Linked DNA regions of Rattus norvegicus: region 2 is linked to region 1. A link is a contact called in public Hi-C data. All regions are on one chromosome and are shown on one strand. Each heading gives the region's core, a stretch centred on a gene start, on an enhancer-like site or on the middle of the called end of the contact. The rest is flanking DNA. Distances are from core to core; before and after follow the strand shown.

Region 1 (4,416 bases), core at 1,039-3,538:
TAGCGGTTACATGAGATGCACACAGCATACAGGGTGACGGGTAAGCTAGAGATGTCTAGCACTAATGGAATCTTTTTGCAGTTTCTTCCCTCCCACCTCCTCAATCCACTGAACAAGTACAGCCAGTACACTGTTCTCAGAGGTGGGTTAACAATTCTACCTCTACACACACTATTTCTCCAGTTTTAAAAAACTATATACACAAAATATTCTACTATGTGTACTTTTAAATGTATCAAGCACTTTCAAATACCTAGAAAGACTGGATGCTTCATGTAAGAACTGCTATTCACATGGCATTGGTAAATAAAAACTAGGCAAAGCAATGGATATTATCTGAGGTATCTTCTAAATATAACCATTTGGGCTTTGACCCACTTTCTTTTCCCCTCTCTCTGCCTTCAAACCAGTAGACAAATATAGGCATGTGTAATGTCAGAAACAGCTGAACAAATTCCTATCCCCAAGTCATTTACAGAACAGTATTTTCTATGAATTCTAACTGGGTACACTAGGTACTAATTTACTACCTTGTCATACATTGGCAACCTCTTTAACATCTAAAGTCTACATGTTGAAAACTTTAGACATATTTGTCCACTATATACAGTATACATACAGCAAAACAAAATGCAAGTATATAGAAATGGCATCTGAAAAGGTCCCATAAACACTCACTACTACATGACTGCTGTCACTGCCTCCCAGCACCTCCTCCAAACCGGACTGGTCGGAGGGGCTCATCACTCCACTCCCAAAAGACAATGATTCATGAGTTTTTGCAAAAAGATATTTACAAAGTGGTATTTCACTACCTCTACATTTAACATACGTTGGGCACTTCTAAACATCTAGATAGACCAGATGTTTCAATAAGGACTGTTGTCCACTATGTACACAGCAGTCCAGTAAACGGCACACATGTAACAAGAGTAATTAAAAATTCTTTAACACAGGGGTTGGGGATTTAGCTCAGTGGCAGGGCACTTGCCTAGCAAGCGCAAGGCCCTCGGTTCGGTCCCCAGCTCCGAAAAAAAGAAAAAAAAAAAGAAAAAAAAAAGAAAAAAAATTCTTTAACACAAAATGTAAAAAAAAAAAAAAAAAGTGCATTGTTCCACTAATTCTACTTTGTCATACACTGGCAACCTCTTTGACATCTAGAGTGACTAGATGTTGTAAATTAGGACCCCTTTGTCCTTTACATACACTATGTACAGAGCAAAGCCAAACGAAACCGGACAGCGGTTCCCTTTCCACACACGGACCACAATGGTTTAGAACTCTGGATTTCCTTCTGGGAACCAGGGCACAAACACAATGCGGTCAACTCAGGAGAGGTCGGGCTATTCCTCTCCAAACACTATTTCAAATGAATCCTAACGAAAAGGTATTTACAGAAAAGGTTTTACTACTACTTATAAAATATGTCAGGCACTTCAGAGCAGCTAGAAAAACATTTCCAAAAAACCTGGCATTCTCAAACACACTCAAATACACACACACACAAACATGGTGGGGTGGGGGGTAAGAAATGAGGAATAAAATGCATACACAATACAATAGGAGAGGGAGAGAGAGAGAGAGAGAGAGAGAGAGAGAGAGAGAGAGAGAGAGAGAGAGAGAGAGAGACGTCTTCTTCACACGACTAATCTGGCTCCGGGACCTCTTCTTCCTCCTGCTGGGTCCTCTAAACTACTGAACAAACAGGAACCAGTGTCGCTCCTGGGTCTTTCTAGAGGCGGCCTCAACAATTCCACTTCAAAGTCACTTGTAGAAGACGAGTCTCCGATCTTCTTTTTATGACGCCTGGGTACACGCGTGTATTCTACCTCTACCCTACGTCGGCAATCTCTACAGCTACATGACCAGATTTAGCCAAAAGTCTGAAAAGGGTCGGGGGAAAGGTTGAGAGCAGCTTTTTCATATTATATACACAGGCCTTCTACGGCGGCAGGTAAGTCTTCGCCAGCGTTTCCGATTGGCCACAGGCGATTGTCGCGTCCCGGCTTCTCTTGGATGGAAGGAAGACCCGCGGCCCAACAATCGATCGTTCCTCTCGCCGCTATTCGGGGCCCTCTCACCTTCGTCCAGTCCCATCGAGGCCTCTGTTCATCCAGTTCTGAGCGCTCGTTCAGGGTCCGACCCCTCCCTGGGATGGCCGAGTGTTCTTGCGCAGACCCGCCGCCTCAGGCCGCAGAAGCCCCGAAGGGCCAGCCTTGGCTGTCAGGTGGTTGCCATTCTTCCCGCCATGCCATGCTCGCCGCCACCCGGAGATGTCCTCGAAGGCCTAGCTGGGGCTTCTCCGTGGCCCGACCTGGACAGTAGGGGGCCGGTGGAGTAGTGGAGGGCGCGCGCAGAGGCTGCCGCCATCCAGGCGCATCGCTGGCAAAAGAGTCCCTGCAGAATCGCGGCGTGGCCCCGCGGTGGCTGCCGCGAGGGTTCGGGCTTCTAGCGTCCGCAGGACAGGGACCGAGGCTGCTCCCGGGCCCCCCACGGGCCACCCGGCACAAGCCGAGGCCGTGGAGGGCCCGGGTGGAAGAAGGCCGCACTACCGAGCTCGACGCGCCCTATGCCGGAACTGACTTGGCAGTTCTCCTCGCCCAGACAGGAGCGGCACCGGAAGTCCCCACAAACACCACCGGAGAGCTACGGTTCCCCAACTGCAAGGTTCCGGCCAGGGGCGGAGTGTCCTTTGCAACAGTGGTGGAATACGATGGCGAAGGAGGGGGACGGGGTGGGAGTGAGGGTGGGGCTTTAAAAAAATCGCCTTACATCTTTTGTAGAGATCAGAAGGTCAGGAGAGAGAAAAAAAAAAAAAAGTGAAAAAGAAAAAGCCCGCACTAGCAGACCCTGTAATTTGTGATGCATTATATAAATAATTATAGCCAAACTCCTAAGGGCCTGACGTACTACACTAGGAACAGCTAGTCTCACTAGAAATGGTGTTATAAACTAATTACCTAGAAAGACAGAGAACTGCCTCCCTCTTATCTATTCAAATACAACCTCACAGTATTGTTCCATGAGAAGGCAAGTCAGCCCCTCCCCCAAGTCACCCCTCTCATACTGTTTCTGGCTACGGTGTGTGTGTCTCTTTCTCTGTGTGTCTGTCTGTCTGTATGTATGCATGTGTGTCTGTATGGGAGTTTTAGATGCCCTGGAACTGGAATTACAGACAACTGAACTGAATCATCTCTCCAGCCCTGTGGAACAAAGTCTTTAAGGAGGCAAGGAATAACCAGTCACAGAGTGTGGGTGAAGAACCTCCCTAACAGAAGAGAATAGCAAACAGTTAACAGACTACAAAACTAGACCTCATAGGCCTTACCTACTCCACAAACAGCAAAGGCCAGGGAAGAGAGGAGGGTCGGACCTGATCAATGTATGTAAGACAGAACTGAGAGCTACTGAAGGGCTTTGAGTTGCACCATGAAAGAGCTGAAGTGGGAACAAGGGCAGAAACCTTATAGCAGATGATTGCAGTCAAGCTGGTGATGTATGGTAAGGGCTTACACCGTAGTTCTCCTGACCCTGGTTTCCCTTTTTAGTTTTAACTACCTAGAGGTGAACTGCTTCTCAGAAATACTAAGTGGATAATTCCCCGAGTAGACAATGTGTAAGTTTTACATAGCCCATAGTTCATGATGCAATACTTCTCGGCCCCATACCATCCTTTCAGGATATGACGTGTCCCGTTGTTTAGTGCCTCCACTCACTGGTCAGTTATCAGACTATTAGCAAACCACACAGCAAGTTCCAGGTCAGCCAAGCCTGCATAATGAGCACTCCCCTGCCCCACAAAACACGCCACCAACACCACTTTCCTTGGGGCTGGAGAAATGGCTCAGCAGTTAGTACCTGCTCTATTGGTGGACTAGAGTTTGGATCCCAGCACCAACATCAGGAAGCACAAGATGCCTGGAACTATAAATAGAAGGAATCCAAAGACCGCTTTAGCTTACATTAACACACACACACACACACACACACACACACACACACACACACACACGAACACACCTACTCGCAGGCTGGAGAGATAACTCAGCAGTTAAGAGCACTGTCTGTTCTTCCAAAGGTCTTGAGTTCAGTCCCCAGCTACCACAGGGTAGCTCGCAACCATCTATAATGGGATCTGATGCCCTCTTCTGGCATGCAGGTGTACATGCAGATAGAGTATTACTACCTAAATAAAATAACAAATCTTTATTTAAAAAAAAAAAAGGACACACACACAGAGAATAAAATGTCATAAAACCCATTGCTTATTTAACAATGGTTCCAAAGAGCAATGCTAGTGGTGTTAGCAGATTGGATATCACAGAAAAGCTATGACGTGCTTCCTTTAGTGAAAAGGGTGAACTTTTCTATTTACTAAGGAAAGAAAGAAACCTGTATGTTGAAGTTGATGAGATC
Region 2 (4,416 bases), core at 1,715-4,214, 53 kb after region 1:
CAGGCATGCCCACAGCACACATACAGACATTCGAGCAAAGCACTCATGCACACAAAATAAATATGTCTTTTTTTAAAAAAAGAAAAAGATTCGTCTGGATTGGGGCACCTCACATGTTAGGGCTCAGCAAATTTGTTGAGTAAATGCATTAATGGGCCTCACATCTTGTAAAGTACATCTGTTCCTCACGGCAGCCTTGAGAGAAGAAAGGGCAAGAAGCACAGTCCCCATTTAACAGGTAAAGAAATGGAGGCCACGGAAGATGAAATGGCTCATCTGGAGCCATGGAATTTGAGTTTTATAGAGCTAGCATAGATTCCTCCCCACCACCAACCACCATTTAACCTTTGCTTCAGTAAGGCTTGACTGAATGCTTTTTCTACCATTTGCACAGCCACTGGAGATGTGCCATTTAACACGAACAGCCGTCTCTTTCTTCCAGTAGTCTGGAGACTTCTGACAAACAACTGAGATAATGTGCTTGGTGCTGGGAGGTGCACACAGGGACTGTGAGTACCCATGTGGGAACCCAGACTTGAGGAGAGCAAGGTAACTACTGCCCAGGAGGAAGACAGCTAACTGGGCCTGAACGGAGAGAAAGCGTAGCCACGTGGCGGGTCTGGTGAACAGGGGACTGGCCCCACCTACCCAGTTGTGTCCCCTTTCTAGTAGTTACTATTGCAAGAGTCAGTGAGGTGACCACATTAACTCAGAGATACATCATGCTTGAGGGAGTTACTTCAACGAATTGGTGTGCTGCTTCTTGAGCAGTGGATTATGGACCTTGTGCTCCATCCAGACTCAGGCCTGAGTGGGGACCTCATTCTGCTACTGGGAGTTTCTGTGAGATGCTTTTTCCCTCTGTGCCTTAATTGGCGCATCTGTGAAATGGAGTCGGTGATCTTCACTTCCGTGAGAGCATAGGCAACTGTAAAACTACTATTTACCTGATGCAGTTGTCAGTCTCCAAGGCTTACAGCCTCAGTCTGTTAACCTAAGCCCAGTCCTGGAGGCTTCCAGCCTCTGATCAATCTTACCTAGACCTAGTAAGCCTCTGAGACTCACTGCTGAATAAGCTCACCCTTTTTAGCTCTTTCTGAACTCTGGCTGGCTGGTTCAACTCGGCTGTTCTGACTCAAACTCTTCTCCAAACTGACTAATTCAATCTGGCTTCTCTTAGTTTCTGACTGAATTGCTGTGCTTGGCCTCATACTAACTCTGGCAATCTTTTGTAATCTTCTGGAGCCTTCTCATTCTCTGACTTATTCTGTCTTCACCCGTGTCTAGCTTGTTGCCTCCTTTCGCTCTGGCTCTCTCGCTCTCTCTCCCTCTCTCCCTCTCTCTGAACTACTCCTTCTTGTGCTGCCTCTCTTTAATACTGTGCCTGGCGCACAGTGAGTGAGTCATACTACTGTGTAGTTAGAACCGTGATGGTGATTGATATTTAGATATGAGGATCTGGGGGGGCCAGTGAGGCCAGTGATGGCCGTGCTATTGTTTGTAATTTCATGTGTTTGGCACTTGGCAGTTCACAGATCAAGTGCCAATCCATCACGGTCCATGCCTTTCTGAAGAGTCAGTCCTTAAGGGAACCGGGAGGCTGCAGCATCTCCGTTGTACAGTGGCTCCTCATGGTTTCAGCTTGGGTCTCCCTGCCTTGAAAACTCCTGTCAAGGGGCTAAGGGACCTGCCAGTGGGAGCTCCACAGGGCAGGGTGGTTTTCACCCTGTGAATGTTGGAGAGTGAGTGAGTACCACAGAACAGAAGCACACACAGGCCGGAAGTTCAGTGTGGTTGGGGCAGCCGGCTTTCCTGGACCTTGGGAGCTCTGAGCCCAGGGTGTCTCTGTTTGTTTCCTAGTGAGGTATCTTTCAACACCTAGATTCAAACTTCTTCTTATCTGCTTCCTGCTTTCCCACTCCAAACCCCATAGCTGTGCCTAGGAAAGGACCCCGTCTCCGGCTGCTCCTTCGCTGAGCTTTAAGTCACACGCACGCATGTTCCTTGAGCTTTTACCACACGTGAGCGTCCTGTATGCCGGAGTGTAGGAAGTGATCGAATGAGTAAACATGCTGTATTTATGTCCCCAGGAGTCAAGTGCTGGCATGGTACCTCTGGGTGCTGGTTTTAAGGTGGGGCTTTTGAGGGTGAAGTCTCCTCCCCTGTGAACAGCATGCTTGCCTGCTCTTAGGAAAGATCCTGGAGAGCCTGCCTGTTCTTCTGTCATGTGGGGACATGCTGGAAGGTGCCAGAAAGTGCCAGAAAGTAGAGTTCTTAGCAGACACTACATCTGCTGCCACCTTGATCTCAGACATCCTAGTCTTTGGAAGCGGGAGGCGCAAAGCCAGCTGTGGATGGTATTTTTGTACAGCAGTAACCCTCAGGGACTGGCAAGGCCTGGGTGGTAAAATGAATAGAGCTTCCAGGGATAGTGAGGAAGGGGTCTCTTGGTTCTGTGGTGCGAAGGGCGATTTTTGAATTTAGAAAAATACCTCTCCTGTGAGAGTTGGGGAGTCCTGGGAAGTCAGTCTTAGGCTGTGGTCCCATCTCTGCCATGGTCTTGGTGTGTGACCTTAGACCAGTCAATGCTTGTCTCAGGTCTTCTCAATCTTCTGTATGAAGATTTGGGTTGAGATGGGAGACGGCCCCTCGAATCTGTGAGACACACATGTTCACAGGAGCCCAGCCTTTTAACAAAGCCTTTCTTGCCTAGCAGGGGCTTCTTGGTTCCATAGGCTCTCGGGTGGTTCCTGTCATTTTACCACCTTCCCTGCCTTCTGTCTTGTTTGTCAGACGAACCTCTGCTTTCCTGCATAGTGACACAGCTAGACAGTAGGTTGACTGTCCCAAGGGGAGGGGCATGGAGGGCGGCCCTGGTTAGTCCTGATACACAGCATTCCAGTGTTAGGAAGCTCAGCGGTGAGGTGAGCACCAACCTGACCCCAGGCAGTGAAAGACCTTGGGGCTGGGCTGGCAGATTGGGAGGAGCCTCTCTGTCTTTCCGGTCCCAGGCTCCTGCTGTCTGCTGCCTTACCTGCTCCTGCTGATCTGGGCTTTGGCCCTGACAACGGGACCGGTTTGGCAGGTTTCACCACACCCGTGGGCAATTGGAGGTTGTGGCTGGGGCAGGCCAGGCCAGAGGAAGCAATGCTGCCCTGCCCTTGACACCCCCCCCCCCACAACCCCCGATCCCAACCTCCCCTCAGCTACCTTCTCCACCGGGGCTGGGCACTTCCTCAGCCCCATCACTGTGGGTAAGTCTAGTCATTTTTTTGGAGGTGAGTTTCCTCATCTGTGTGCCTTTGGCCTCAGTGATCTTGTCATTCTGTTATTCTAGCTAGAGCTTTGCCTTGCCTCTCTCTGGTCTTGGACAAGCTGTGAAGTGTTTGATGGTCCGAGGTTTCCAATAAGACAACAAAGGCTTCATATCTCACTGGCTTCCGGCAGATTGTAGGATTAGCTAATGTCCTAGTGAGCATTAAGTGTCTTTGGGAAGTAGCTTCTTTTAGTCCTGTTGCCCTCTCAAAAGCGCTCTGTGTACAGGGTGGGAGGGCTCTCCCTAGGCCCCACCCCTACTCACTTACCCAGCTCAAGATTGCCAAGAGCCTGGCTTTCCCAGCATTCTCATGGGTGCCAGGTCTTGATCTGCAGTCAACAACCCAGTGGGCAGTTTAGGGGGAGGGGAGAACAGCTCATCTCGGCTGCAGTCCCCAAGTAAGCTGGGCCCCCTCCCTGGACCACAGTTTCTCTGACAAGGAAGAGTATACAGATTGCCTCTCCTGTCCTCAGAAAATTTGGGTTTGACATGTATAGGTTGGAAGAAGAAATGGGGATTAGAAGACGATATTTGGGGCTGGAGGGATGGCTAAGTGGTTAAGAGAATTGACTGCTCTTCCAGAGGTCCTGAGTTCAATTCCCAGGAACCACATGGTGGCTCACAACCATCTGTAATGGGATCTGATGCCCTCTTCTGGTGTGTCTGAAGACAGCTACAGTATCCTCACATACATTAAATAAATAATATATTAAAAAAAAAAAAAAAGAAGAAGAAGACGATATTCCTGGCCTGGCCAGGGATGAGGAGCCTGTTAAAGACAGGAGGAAACGGAAACTTGTATTTACCCAGCATTCCCCTGTGCTGGTACCATATTGTTACTTTGTACACATTACACCCTGACACCTATCCATGTGGCAGCCAGAGGGAAGACTTATAAAACACAAACCTGGACACTTCACCATCTCTTTTGTTTTTAGAATAAATTCTAAACCTCCCATGAAAGCTCTGAGGAAAGGGGATCCCCCCCAATATTTCTCCCCATTGGTTACTTAACTGAGCCACAGGGGACTTTGTTCATGTAGCAAATTCTCATCTCAGGACCTCTTTATAGGTTGTTCCCCTCACTTACAAGTCTTGCT

What was found. A called contact is a pair of places that touch in the nucleus more often than the background predicts.
Region 2: a Hi-C map of liver shows a contact between it and region 1, with 2.5 times the contacts expected there. The contact joins two enhancer-like sites. A contact is called at or near these places in 3 of 12 Hi-C or Micro-C datasets (liver and mammary epithelial cells).

The regions. Positions count from the first base shown.
Region 1 is chr3:165,359,348-165,363,763 of GRCr8, forward strand. No RefSeq gene overlaps it. Among named protein-coding and RNA genes, the nearest start is that of Scand1, 82 kb to the left of the region's middle. Within about 2 kb of position 2,289, at least 92 of the 93 cell types and tissues checked have an H3K27ac peak or open chromatin away from gene starts, as enhancers often do. A contact at or near this core is called in liver, where this site is marked.
Region 2 is chr3:165,412,012-165,416,427 of GRCr8, forward strand. It overlaps a transcript of Epb41l1 not described here. Among named protein-coding and RNA genes, the nearest start is that of Epb41l1, 31 kb to the right of the region's middle. Within about 2 kb of position 2,965, at least 10 of the 93 cell types and tissues checked have an H3K27ac peak or open chromatin away from gene starts, as enhancers often do. A contact at or near this core is called in liver, where this site is marked.